2 separate regions of the Zea mays genome follow, and region 1 is linked to region 2. A link is a contact called in public Hi-C data. All regions are on one chromosome and are shown on one strand. Each heading gives the region's core, a stretch centred on a gene start, on an enhancer-like site or on the middle of the called end of the contact. The rest is flanking DNA. Distances are from core to core; before and after follow the strand shown. Region 1 holds the start of LOC100274222 (DNA repair protein RAD23). Region 2 has its middle 55 kb from the start of LOC103638228.

The links. A called contact is a pair of places that touch in the nucleus more often than the background predicts.
Region 1: a contact with region 2 is called in a Hi-C map of ear, with 2.8 times the contacts expected there. The contact joins the promoter of LOC100274222 here to the enhancer-like site in region 2. A contact is called at or near these places in 3 of 25 Hi-C or Micro-C datasets (ear, leaf and tassel).

The regions. Positions count from the first base shown.
Region 1 is chr9:34,226,740-34,232,148 of Zm-B73-REFERENCE-NAM-5.0, reverse strand. LOC100274222 (DNA repair protein RAD23) reads right to left here and starts at 3,810. Exons shown (of 12, transcript NM_001148593.1): 1 at 3,315-3,810; 2 at 2,713-2,874; 3 at 1,749-1,808; 4 at 1,040-1,119; 5 at 910-963. The coding sequence starts at 3,380.
Region 2 is chr9:34,099,099-34,105,129 of Zm-B73-REFERENCE-NAM-5.0, reverse strand. No RefSeq gene overlaps it. Among protein-coding and RNA genes, the nearest start is that of LOC103638228, 55 kb to the left of the region's middle. Within about 2 kb of position 4,494, at least 15 of the 20 cell types and tissues checked have an H3K27ac peak or open chromatin away from gene starts, as enhancers often do. A contact at or near this core is called in ear, leaf and tassel, where this site is marked.

The DNA.
Region 1 (5,409 bases), core at 2,561-5,060, 130 kb before region 2:
CTCTATCTTCGGCTAAGGGCGGCATGGCGTCTTCAATGTCCTTGTGCGACGGTTGCGGCTGCATCCTTGTGCGGCGGCTGCAGAGACGAACGGCGGTTGTGTCCTTGTGCGGCTACGGCAGTCACGGCCTTCTACGGTATCGACAGTTGTGTGGCTTTGAGCAACGGCGGCGACTACGCTCTTGGCGAAGGACTGTGGGAGCGCGAGCAGCAAGCTTTTGTCTTGTGATGCAGCAGCCCAGCTACAAAAGCCCATCTACAAAAACACGTCTAATCTGATCGTCCCAGTTCAAATCGGACGATTAGTCGTTCAAATCGGACGATTAGTCGTGACTAATCATCGACTAATCGGCCAACTAGTTTTCTGGTCAGTCTAATCGCATTAGTGGGTCTGGTCAAATTTAGTCTACCGATTAGGCCGACTAATCGGGATTAGTCAGACGACTTGAAAACACTTTTTGTATCTCTCAAATGGTGGTGTGATGTCTCCATTTGAAATGCTGTCTGGCATACTATAGTAACTTTATCTATAGATGACAAGTTTTCCAAAAATATGAAAAAGATATGATTTTAGATGCCTTTTTAAAGTTTTTCACCAGATATGCTCCTTTTATATAAATACTTGTCGTCACAAGGTTATAATGTTCTATTTTCAATTATGCCATCCACATCGTGCACACCCAACCAAAATATAAATGTCCAACATGCACGGGCTTATAGAATGGTAGTCTATTAGATCCTAGTTTATAAAAGATCATTAATGAAGCTAATGATATAATTCTCTGATCAGTCTTCCACAAACATAAGAAAACAACACAGAAGTGGGATAAAATCTTGTTCTTTATTTCTAAAACCAAAAGATTAAATGGATATATTTCAAAGGAGTCATTATAAAGGTTCTAGAGCTTACGTAGCAGCAACCGTAGCAGCTGGAGCAGCCTGAGGTTGGACACTTGGAGGTGCCCTGTGTAAGACAATAACAATGGCATAAGAGAAACCATAGGGTTACCACAAAAGATGAAGGGGGGAAGATGGCTCACGTTTCAGCTGTGGCAACAGGAGCCTGTGTTGGTGTTCTTGCAACTGATGCAGCAGGGGCCACAGGGGCAGCAGGTTGGGCCTATTGCAAAGTTAAATGGCATATCAAAATATCAGAAAACAGTTGGTAATAATAATGCCAAAACAAAAATACAAGATATTATTTCATCATGAGTAATTGAGTTTCATGCACCATATACTTGTTATTTTGTATGTACAAACAGCGTAAATTGATTATGATGAGACAAGTACCAAAAAGGGATTAAATTTGATCATTGCTCCCACTTTTTTGCCTTCATGTACATTAGGTGATTGAAATCATAAAAAAAAGGGGGCAAACCAATGCCGGAGGCTCCCACATGAGTGGGGTCTAGGAAAGGGATAAACCGAGGCAAGCTTTCCCCCTGCAAATGCGGAGAGGCTGCTTTGAACCCTCGACCTGGTGACTCATTGAGACAGCGACAGCTATCAACACTGCACCAGGCCTGTCATTCTAAATCTGCTAATTCATATCCCAAAGTACACCAATAAACATGGATGAGTCCTATGACACATGTGAACACTAATGACATGCCAATTCATATCCCACACAAGACAGACAAGATTTGGAATGCAATTCATTTTTACAACACAAGTACTTCTACATTGCAACCCCGAAGAAGAACACTAGCGAAATACGAAAATAACTACATCAACTATGCCAAAACTAACCAGAGTTGCAGGAGCTTTTGCAGTAGTAGCGGTAGAAGCTCCACTCGATGATGCCTTAGCCTAGCAAAAAATCATGTCATGCATGTCAGATTAGATAGAACATAAAGATTAGAAGCTAATAGCAGCTTAACCAAATAAATCAGTGTCAACTGTAGCTGAAGTTAAAAATTGGAAAATATATAACGGGTCATGGAAGCTGTTAAAAGACATCTTCACACGAAATCGACATAACTCTGAACGTTGTATTTTCGTTTTTGTGAAGTAATTAAATTTAGGTCAGTCACAAAGAGGGGAAAACCCCACAAAACCCAATACGAAGCATTCAATATCTTATGTTGTCATTATCACCTTGAAAGCAATCAATTCATCGACCAAGCAAGTAAAGGTTGAGTTTTATTTAAAATGCACTAAGCAGTTGACAATGTAGCCATTGTATTTCACAAAAGAGCAGTAAAAATGGAGAGTAAATACGAAGAAACTGGAAAAGAAAAGAGATGAAATAATTCAAATCCAAATCTGTGTTATGTTGAATCTGAGACTTCCATTCTGGAAGACTAATCACTTGGTCATACAGAGTTGAGGAAATCAAATAACAATTTGCAAGATATTCAAAGAAATAATTTACAATTTACATGGAAATCATCAAAGAAATCAGTCACAATGCCAATTCTCAGGCAAATGACTGCACCATCCAGAGCACTAGCAGAAGTAACAAGACAACTATCTACTGTAGATAACTTATGAGCATCATAATTCATAAGGCAAACTACTAATATTTTACTAGCAATCCATACATGTAACAATAACAGCTGAAGTAAAGTAAGATATGAAAGTGAAATTAATGCAACCAACCCAAAACACTCAAAATATGGCACGACTTGCAGGCAAACCAATCACAGTTTCCAGTTAAGAACCAGATTATTGAACACATCACTGATGGGATAAGACAGAGAGCACCAAATACCTTGGACAACATTATAACAAGGAAGCTGTTCTCAGCAACTCCGTTGCTTTCCAAAGTGGTTTCATCCTTGAGAATTTTCCCTTGGTATATGAGCATTTGCTGGTCCGCCCGGTAGGTACTCTGACCTTGAGTGGTCTCAATGATCCTCTTCACATCAGCAACCTGAAAATTACAAGCAGTGAGTAGGCTGCACGACTAGAGACGTTGCCGAGCAACATAAATAGAACACCACGACATGCTGAATCATCCGTCTGTACAGCAACCGCGCCGCATTACTGTGATAATTACGACGAACACACGCAACCACAAACCCCAAACTCCAACCAACGACAAACCCTAGACTATGTCCCGTGTGAGAAACTGAAGTTCAAAATGCAGAAAACCAGAGAGCAACGGGCTCCCACCATCCGCCGGCTGGACGCCCCCAAAATAAAAACCCTAGATTCATATCAAAGCCCCCTGCGCTACCAGCGGCCGGCAGCGCAATCGCTGCACCAGATAACCGCGAAATCGTACCGAGCCGCACCCGAATCCAGGGAAACGGTCAAAAATTGCACGGAATCGATCGGATTGAAGTGAGAAGGACGGGAAGGGGGCCGTACCGATGCATCGGGGCTCGCCTCGATCTCGAAGTTGGTGCCCTTGAGGGTCTTGACGTTAAGCTTCATCTCGCCCGACGCCGCCTCGGTCCTTGAACTCTCCCTCCTCACGCTGCCTGACTGAGGTTCGAGTTGGGGACTGGCGAGGGTTTCGTCGCCTCGCCTTGGGGGTTCGACCTCGCGAGGGCGCACGGGGAAGAGTAATTATAGGCGAAAAAAAATCCGGAGGCTACAAAAGAGAAATCAGCGCCTGGCGGCTGGCTCTCAGGGTCGACCTAGATATTCTCGCTGTCCCGTGGGACCGTGCCTGATTGATCCTGGCGTCAGTGAAAGGGGCGGGTGATTGGATCGGAAGGCGTGGAGAGTGGTGGCGAGGTTGTGGGTGGATCTAGCTGCACTGTCACGCACACGCGGGTGTTTTGAGGCGGTTGCGCTGTGCGCTGGCCGCTGGCTGAGGGGATAGATGTAAACGGAAGTGTGCCCGGTTGGGAAAAAAAAGTTGCCCACACCAATACACGGTTAGGCTGGCTCGACCGACTTTGAGCTGTTTTGTTAAGCTAATATTAGCCAGATGAGCGTACATTGCTACGGTTTCTATATATATATGTCGATGTTTCGACCCCGGGGTTCCTGTACGAAACACGAAGGGAGGCAAAAAGGGGAGACAGGCAAAAGGGGAAACTCGCGGCCTTCGTGTTGCCCTGCGCCTAGGTCGGGTATGCTTGCAGTAGGGGGTTACAAGCGTCCGCGTGGGAGAGAGCGAGAGACTTTACGCGTCGTCCCGTTCCCCCGCGCGGCCAACCTTCTTGTAAGAGAGCCCTGGACCTTCCTTTTATAGGCGTAAGGAGAGGGTCAAGATGTACAATGGGGGTGTAGCAGTGTGCTAACGTGTCTAGCAGAGAGGAGCTAGTGCCCTAAATACATGTCGTCGTGGCAGCCGGAGAGGTCTTGGCACCCTGTTCATGTGATGTCGTGGTCGTCGAAGGAGCGCTGGAGCCTTGCGGAAGGACAGTTGTCGGGGCTGTCGAGTCCTTGCTGACGTCTCCTTGCTTCCGTAAGGGGCTGAGAGCCGCCGTCGTCACGGAGCACGCGGGGCGCCATCATTATTTGTTTACCGGGGCGAGCCAGGTGGGACGTCGGTCTTGTTCCCCGTAGCCTGAGCTAGCTAGGGGTAGGGTAATGATGGCCCCCCTGTGACGTGGTCGGTCCGAGCCCTGGGCGAGGCGGAGGCTCCTCCGAGGTCGAGTCTGTCTTCCGAGGTCGAGGTCGAGTCCGAGCCCCGGGTCGGGCGAGGCGGAGACCATCGTCTGAGGCCGAGGCCGAGTCCGAGCCCTGGGGTCGGCGAGGCGGAGTTCGTCGTCTTCCGGGGCCGAGTCCGAGCCCTGGGGTCGGGCGAGGCGGAGTTCGTCGTCTTCCGGGGCCGAGGCCGAGTCCGAGCCCTGGGGTCGGGCGAGGCGGAGTTCGTCGTCTTTCGGGGCCGAGGCCGAGTCAGAGCCCTGGGGTCGGGCGAGGCGGAGCTTCCTATGGCGCCCGAGGTCGGACTTGGCTGCTGTCCGCCTCACTCTGTCGAGTGGCACAGCAGTCGGAGCGGCGCAGGCGGCGCTGTCTTCTTGTCAGGCCGGTCAGTGGAGCGGCGAAGTGACTGCGGTCACTTCGGCTCTGTCGACTGAAAGGTGCGCGTCAGGATAAGGTGTCAGGCCATCCTTGCATTAAATGCTCCTGCGATACGGTCGGTCGGTGTGGCGATCCGGCCAAGGTTGCTTCTCGGCGAAGACTGGGCCTCGGGCGAACCGAAGGTGTGTCCGTTGCTTGAGGGGGTCCTCGGGCGAGACGTGGATCCTCCGGGGTCGGTTGCCCTTGCCCGAGGCTGGGCTTGGGCGAGGCGAGATCGTGTCCCTTGAGTGGACCGAGCCTTGACTTAATCGCACCCATCAGGCCTTTGCAGCTTTGTGCTGATGGGGGTTACTAGCTGAGATTAGGAGTCTTGGGGTACCCCTAATTATGGTCCCCGACAGTAGCCCCCGAGCCTCGAAGGGAGTGTTAATACTCGCTTGGAGGCTTTTGTCACACTTTTTTGCAAGGGGACCGACCTTTCTCG
Region 2 (6,031 bases), core at 3,245-5,744:
ATGATGGCGGCGGCTCTCAGCTCTCTTACGGAAGCCGGTGGACGTCAGCAAGGACTCGACCGCTCCGACAGCTGTCCTTCCGCCAAGCTCCGTTGCTCCTCCGACAGCCACGATATCACACCAGCAGGGTGCCAAGATCTCTCCGGCTGCCACATTGGCATGTACTTAGGGCGCTAGCTCTCCCTCCGCTAGACACGTAGCACTCTGCTACACCCCCATTGTACACCTGGATCCTCTCCTTACGACTATAAAAGGAAGGACCAGGGCCTTCTTAGAGAGGGTTGGCCGCGCGGGACCGAGGACGGGACAGGCACTCTCTTGGGGCCGCTCGCTTCCCTCACCCGCGTGGACGCTTGTAACCCCCCTACTGCAAGCGCACCCGACCTGGGCGCGGGACGAACACGAAGGTCGCGGGACTTCCACCTCTCTCACGCCAGTCTCCGGCCACCTTGCCTCTCCCCCCTTCGCGCTCGCCCACACGCTCGACCCATCTGGGCTGGGGCACGCAGCACACTCACTCGTCGGCTTAGGGACCCCCCGGTCTCGAAACGCCGACACTAGTATACTCTCGGAATGAAGAAACACATGAAGATCATCTAAGACTGGTTCTACAAAAGCTTCGTGACAACCAACTGTATGCAAAATTCTCAAATTGTGATTTTTGGATAAAGGAAGTCGCTTTCCTAGGACATATTATCACAGATGGAGGAATCAAGGTAGACCCCGGTAAAATAAGTGAAATACTAAATTGGAAGCACCCAACAGATGTATCCAAGATCAGAAGTTTCCTTGGATTAACAAGACATTACAGAAGATTCATCGAAGGCTTCTCCAAGATAGTGAAACCCCTTACTTCACTGCTAGAGAAATGTAAAGAGTTTAAGTGGGATGAAGCATGTCAGAAATGTTTTGAAGAATTAAAAGAAAAGTTAACCACGACACTAGTCTTAGTAACGCCTGATATTCACAAAGGTTTTGATGTGTACTGTGATGCATCACATCTAGGACTTGGATGTGTGTTAATACTGGAAGGAAGGTAATAGCTTATGCCTCAAGGCAGTTGAGAAAGCATGAAAAGAATTACCCGACACATGATCTGGAATTAGCTGCCGTAGTGCACGCTTTGAAAATCTGGAGGCACTACATGATTGGAAACAAGTGCAAAATCTTCATAGATCATAAACGTTTGAAATACATATTCACTCAGAAAGAACTCAACCTAAGACAACGAAGATGGCTTGAGTTAATCAAAGATTACGATTTGGATATACAATATCATTCAGGAAAAGCAAATGTAGTGGCAGACACTTTAAGCCGTAAAGGTCAAGTGAACAATGTTACTACCTATTTGATGCCGCAAGAATTATGTTGGGAAATGGAGCAAGTTAATCTTGGTATGGTCAATAATACGGAAGCAATCGTTATGGAAATGGAATCTACTTTGGAACAAGAGATTCGTAAAGGACAGGAATCCGATGAGAAAATAAGGAAATTAAAACATAGATTAAATTGAGAAAAGCCTATGATTTTGCAGAAGATGAACAAGGCACAATTTGGTTTAAGAAGAGAATCTGTGTACCGAAAAATGAATATCAACGCCAACTTATTTTGAGAGAAGCTCACGATTCGGCTTATTCTATACACCCTGGACGTACTAAGATGTACCAAGATCTAAAGGAAAAATATTGGTGGTACGGTTTGAAAAGAGATGTTGCTACTTATGTTGCACTATGTGACGTATGTCAACGAGTTAAGGCAGAACATCAAAGACCAGCATGTTTGCTACAACCTCTTAAAGTACCTGAATGGAAATGGAAAGAAATTGATATGGATTTCATAGTTGGATTACCCCATACCAGTGATGGGTATGATTCCATATGGGTTATTGTAGACAGATTGACTAAGGTTACACATTTTATACCTGTGAAGACAACTTATTCAGGATCTCAGTTAGCAAAGCTGTACATGTCAAGGATTGTTTGTCTGCATGGAGTACCGAAGAAAATTGTGTCAGATTGAGGAACCCAATTTACCTCACGTTTTTGGAAAAAAGTTACATTAATCTATGGATACTAAGCTAAATTTTAGCTCAGCTTACCATCCACAGACAGATGGACAAACAGAAAGAACAAATCAAGTGTTAGAAGATATGTTAAGAGCTTGTACTTTAACGTATGGTAAAAGTTGGGATAAGAGTTTTCCCTATGCAGAGTTCTCTTATAACAGTAGTTACCAAGCAAGTCTAAAGATGGCACCATTCAAAGCACTCTATGGAAGGAAATGCAAAACACCACTATATTGGAATCAAACCGGAGAAAGTCAAGTATTTGGTCCAGAAATTCTCCAAGAAGCAGAAAAGCAAGTGCAGATTGTTAGAGAGAATCTGAAAACAACACAATCAAGGCAGAAAAGCTATGATGACAATAGAAGAAGAGAATTAATCTTTGAAGTTGGAGACTTCGTGTATCTTAAGGTTTTACAATGAGAGGAATGAGAAGATTTAAAGTTAAAGGCAAATTATCACCCCGTTATATCGGTCCATTCAAAATTTTGGAAAGGAAAGGAGAAGTGGCATATCAGTTGGAACTACCCGATAGTTTATCAGGCATGCATGACGTATTCCATGTGTCACAACTCAAGAAATGCTTAAGAGTACCAGAAGAACAGCTACGCATGGAAGAACTGAATGTTAATGAAGACTTGACTTATTTTGAGTATTCGATTATAATTTTGGAAACATCTCGCAGAATTACTCGGAGTAAAGTAATCAATATGTGCAAAGTTCAGTGGATTCATCATTCGGAAGATGAGACTACTTGGAAAAGAGAAGACGAACTCAGAATGGAATTCCCCTAGCTATTTTCAGAAGTTCCTTAATCTCGAGGACGAGATTCCTTTTAGGGGGTAGGTTTTGTAACACCTCAAATCCATCAAATTAAAAATAACACATTAATAGTTATTTAAAGACTAGTAGTGAGTAAAGAGATTTAAATCAAGTGATTGATCTCATTTACCTTAGTTTAGCGCTTAACAGAGGATGTCGCTAGCATTATAGTTTTCAAATATGTTTTTCATAACCAAACAATGTGTTTAGTTGAAAATAGGTTTTTCAAAATCAAAACTTTGTTTTGAAAATACGTATGTGATCGTATTATACTTAATCTTGCTCCGATACCAGCTGTGGCAGAACCTCCCAAGTTATTGGGCCCACATGCACCTGCCCTGTCTCAAAGATCTCAAACGGCTATGCATGTGCACTAGATAACTTAACAGGATCCGTCCGAGTGCCCCAAGGACCTCGGATAAACCACTTACAACCAGGATCGCAAAATTAAGTAAACACAAATCACACACCAACATTTTTGCAGCAGAATTTCTTTATTACAAAAGGTTACAAGTTACAACAAATTTACATTATGTTTATCGGAGTGGTTACAAGGTGATTCAAAGAAATAAACTTTGAAATGTTATAAATCATTTATAAGTTTGAAATATATGCTAGCTCAGTGACAATCCTCAATTAGAAGTATAGGAGAAGTACTTAGACTTATAAGAAGGCCGTGCCCACTGGCGCTTAACACCATCCATAGTAGCGCAATTCTAGTCAGTGGCGGAGCTTTATAAAATTAACGCCCTAGGCCACTCTATAAAACTTGTAGGTTACTTTAAAAAAACCTGTAATATATTGTGCGGCTAAATATACCGCTAAAACAAAATATACCATAAACGTAGACTAAAATAGTATTTACTTCAATTCAGCATCTAAAAATGAAATAAACTTGATTAAAACTATAAAAGTACCTAATTAGAGACGATTTGGTTCTTCCGCGCCTCTAATAACTTCATCAACGTTAGCACGTGAATTTGAACCTACACATTGCAAGTTAAATATTTGTATAAAATAAGAGATACAATATGACAATATAACTAATGAATACAAAAATGTATAAGTGAGTACAAAAATATACCACTTAAACTTTGTGGAGGTAGCTTTTTCATTCGACTCTTCAATTCTTGAAAATGGTATAAAATATCATCACTTTGAATACTTGCAAAGATATCTCTTTCTATATAGCATACCATTCTATGATTCAACCAATCATTTCTCATCTTATTTCTTAATTCTGTCTTGATGATTTTCATAGCTGAGAAGGCTCTTTCAACCGTGGCAGTTGCAACAGGCAAAATTAAGGCTAATTCAATGAGATGATAAACCAATGCAAAACTGGCATTTAACAATTTAGTATTTAGCTCGCTGTTCACTAGTAAAAAAACTAAAAAAAATGAGAAGAGCACTTACAATACAGACTGCTGATGGAAGGCACACAGTACGACAGTGGTAGACCGCAGACTAGCAGCGTGGCACCACGCGCGCCGCGCGCGCCTAGGCCCTGGCCTCGCTGCCGGAGTGTCGGCTGCCCTGCCCCTGGCGCCTGGCGGCTAGCGCCTAGTGGCCTGGCTGGCGTGCTGCGGTGCTGGCCACTGGCGTACAACCCGACAGCCGTGCCCGTGCAGGTGCGTGCTGGTGCTGCGTAGTGCGTACTGCTCGTGCTGCGTACTGCTAGTGCTGGGCGCTGGCGGGTGGCGGCTGGCCTGCTGCTCGTGCTGGCGCTCGGTCACACAGGAAAATAGAGAACGCAGAAACAATGTTAAGGTTTTTTGGTCAAAATATGTACTATATATATATATATAATTTTTGGGCTACGACCCGGGCCACGTCCTAGGTGGCCTAGGCCCAATATCCGCCCCTGATTCTAGTACCTACAACAACATGGGTTCGAAAACCATGAGTACGAAGTGTACTTTCGCAAGTCTTACCCGAAAAAAGAAAAAGACTCTCAAGGATATGCTGGCTTGAGGGAGTCAACGTAAGGCTGATCAAGCATCAAAGACTCTATTTGCAGAAATGCTTACTAATAGTGGATCCTTAAAAATCTAATTTTATTATCAGGTTAAGTAAAGTTACCTGCATCTAAAGTTCTTTCTATCCTAGTTCAAGCACTTGGCCTATACTAGCCGTCTTTTTATCAACCCTTTAGTTCACTGATTGCTACGTGTAGGGCAGTGACCAAGTCTTCATGTCCGAGAAGTAACGGCGATCCGAATCGATTAATACCCAGCTGGGGATCTCTAACCACACGATATATGTAGCACTTAACCCTTGCATATGTCAACACGCCACAGGGTTTCTCAAGACCAGACCGAGTTCACGCCAACCGAGAGCACAGATACACCACCATCCAGCCTCTTGGCACGGAGGGTACACGCTACTCTCGCCATCTCTCCACTCCCATTGCGTGTTGGCCTCTCTGGTATTGGTCTGCCCGAGGCAAAGCTTACGACGAGGCATGTGGCCAGTTAAAAGGTCCTCAATCAGCAAGCCTACATCGGCACGGTCCTTAAGCGACTCAGACGGAGACACTACACCGAGACTTCCTTCTCGTGCAAGTCACCCGCCCGGTCTCAGCTTTATCATTTAAAACCCAAAGTTTGGTACCTGACAGAGGTACATCTTTTCAGATGTTGAACCCATCATGGCCATGATGAATCCACCATCACAAGTTTTTCTTTGTAAAAATTCCCATCCACTGTGAAGCATCACCTTTTGTTTTAAAACAAAACATTTTATTTTTCTAAGCAAGGCTAAGCATCAAAAAATCATTTTCATAAAAGGGTATCAAGGAAGGATAATCAATTTTCCAAGGAAGGAAATGTATCAACTGTTTAGCACACAACTCCTATCACCTAATGCATCATATAAGGTGATAAAGATTTTAAAACAGCAAGGAGGTGGCAAATGCACTGGGGCTTGCCTGGAATAAACACTACGTTAGTGTTTGTTAGGTGGAGACCACTTGACGACCATCCTTTGTCTTGGTACTCGTTCAAATTATCCGTCTTTAGGTTCGTCCATCAGCATCATCTTGTGGAGAAGCTCACGCACAGCGACATCTTGTTGCCGACTCAACTTCGGTCCTCCATATCACGTAGTCAATAAACGTACCTAAATGATTTGCATAATGCACATGAA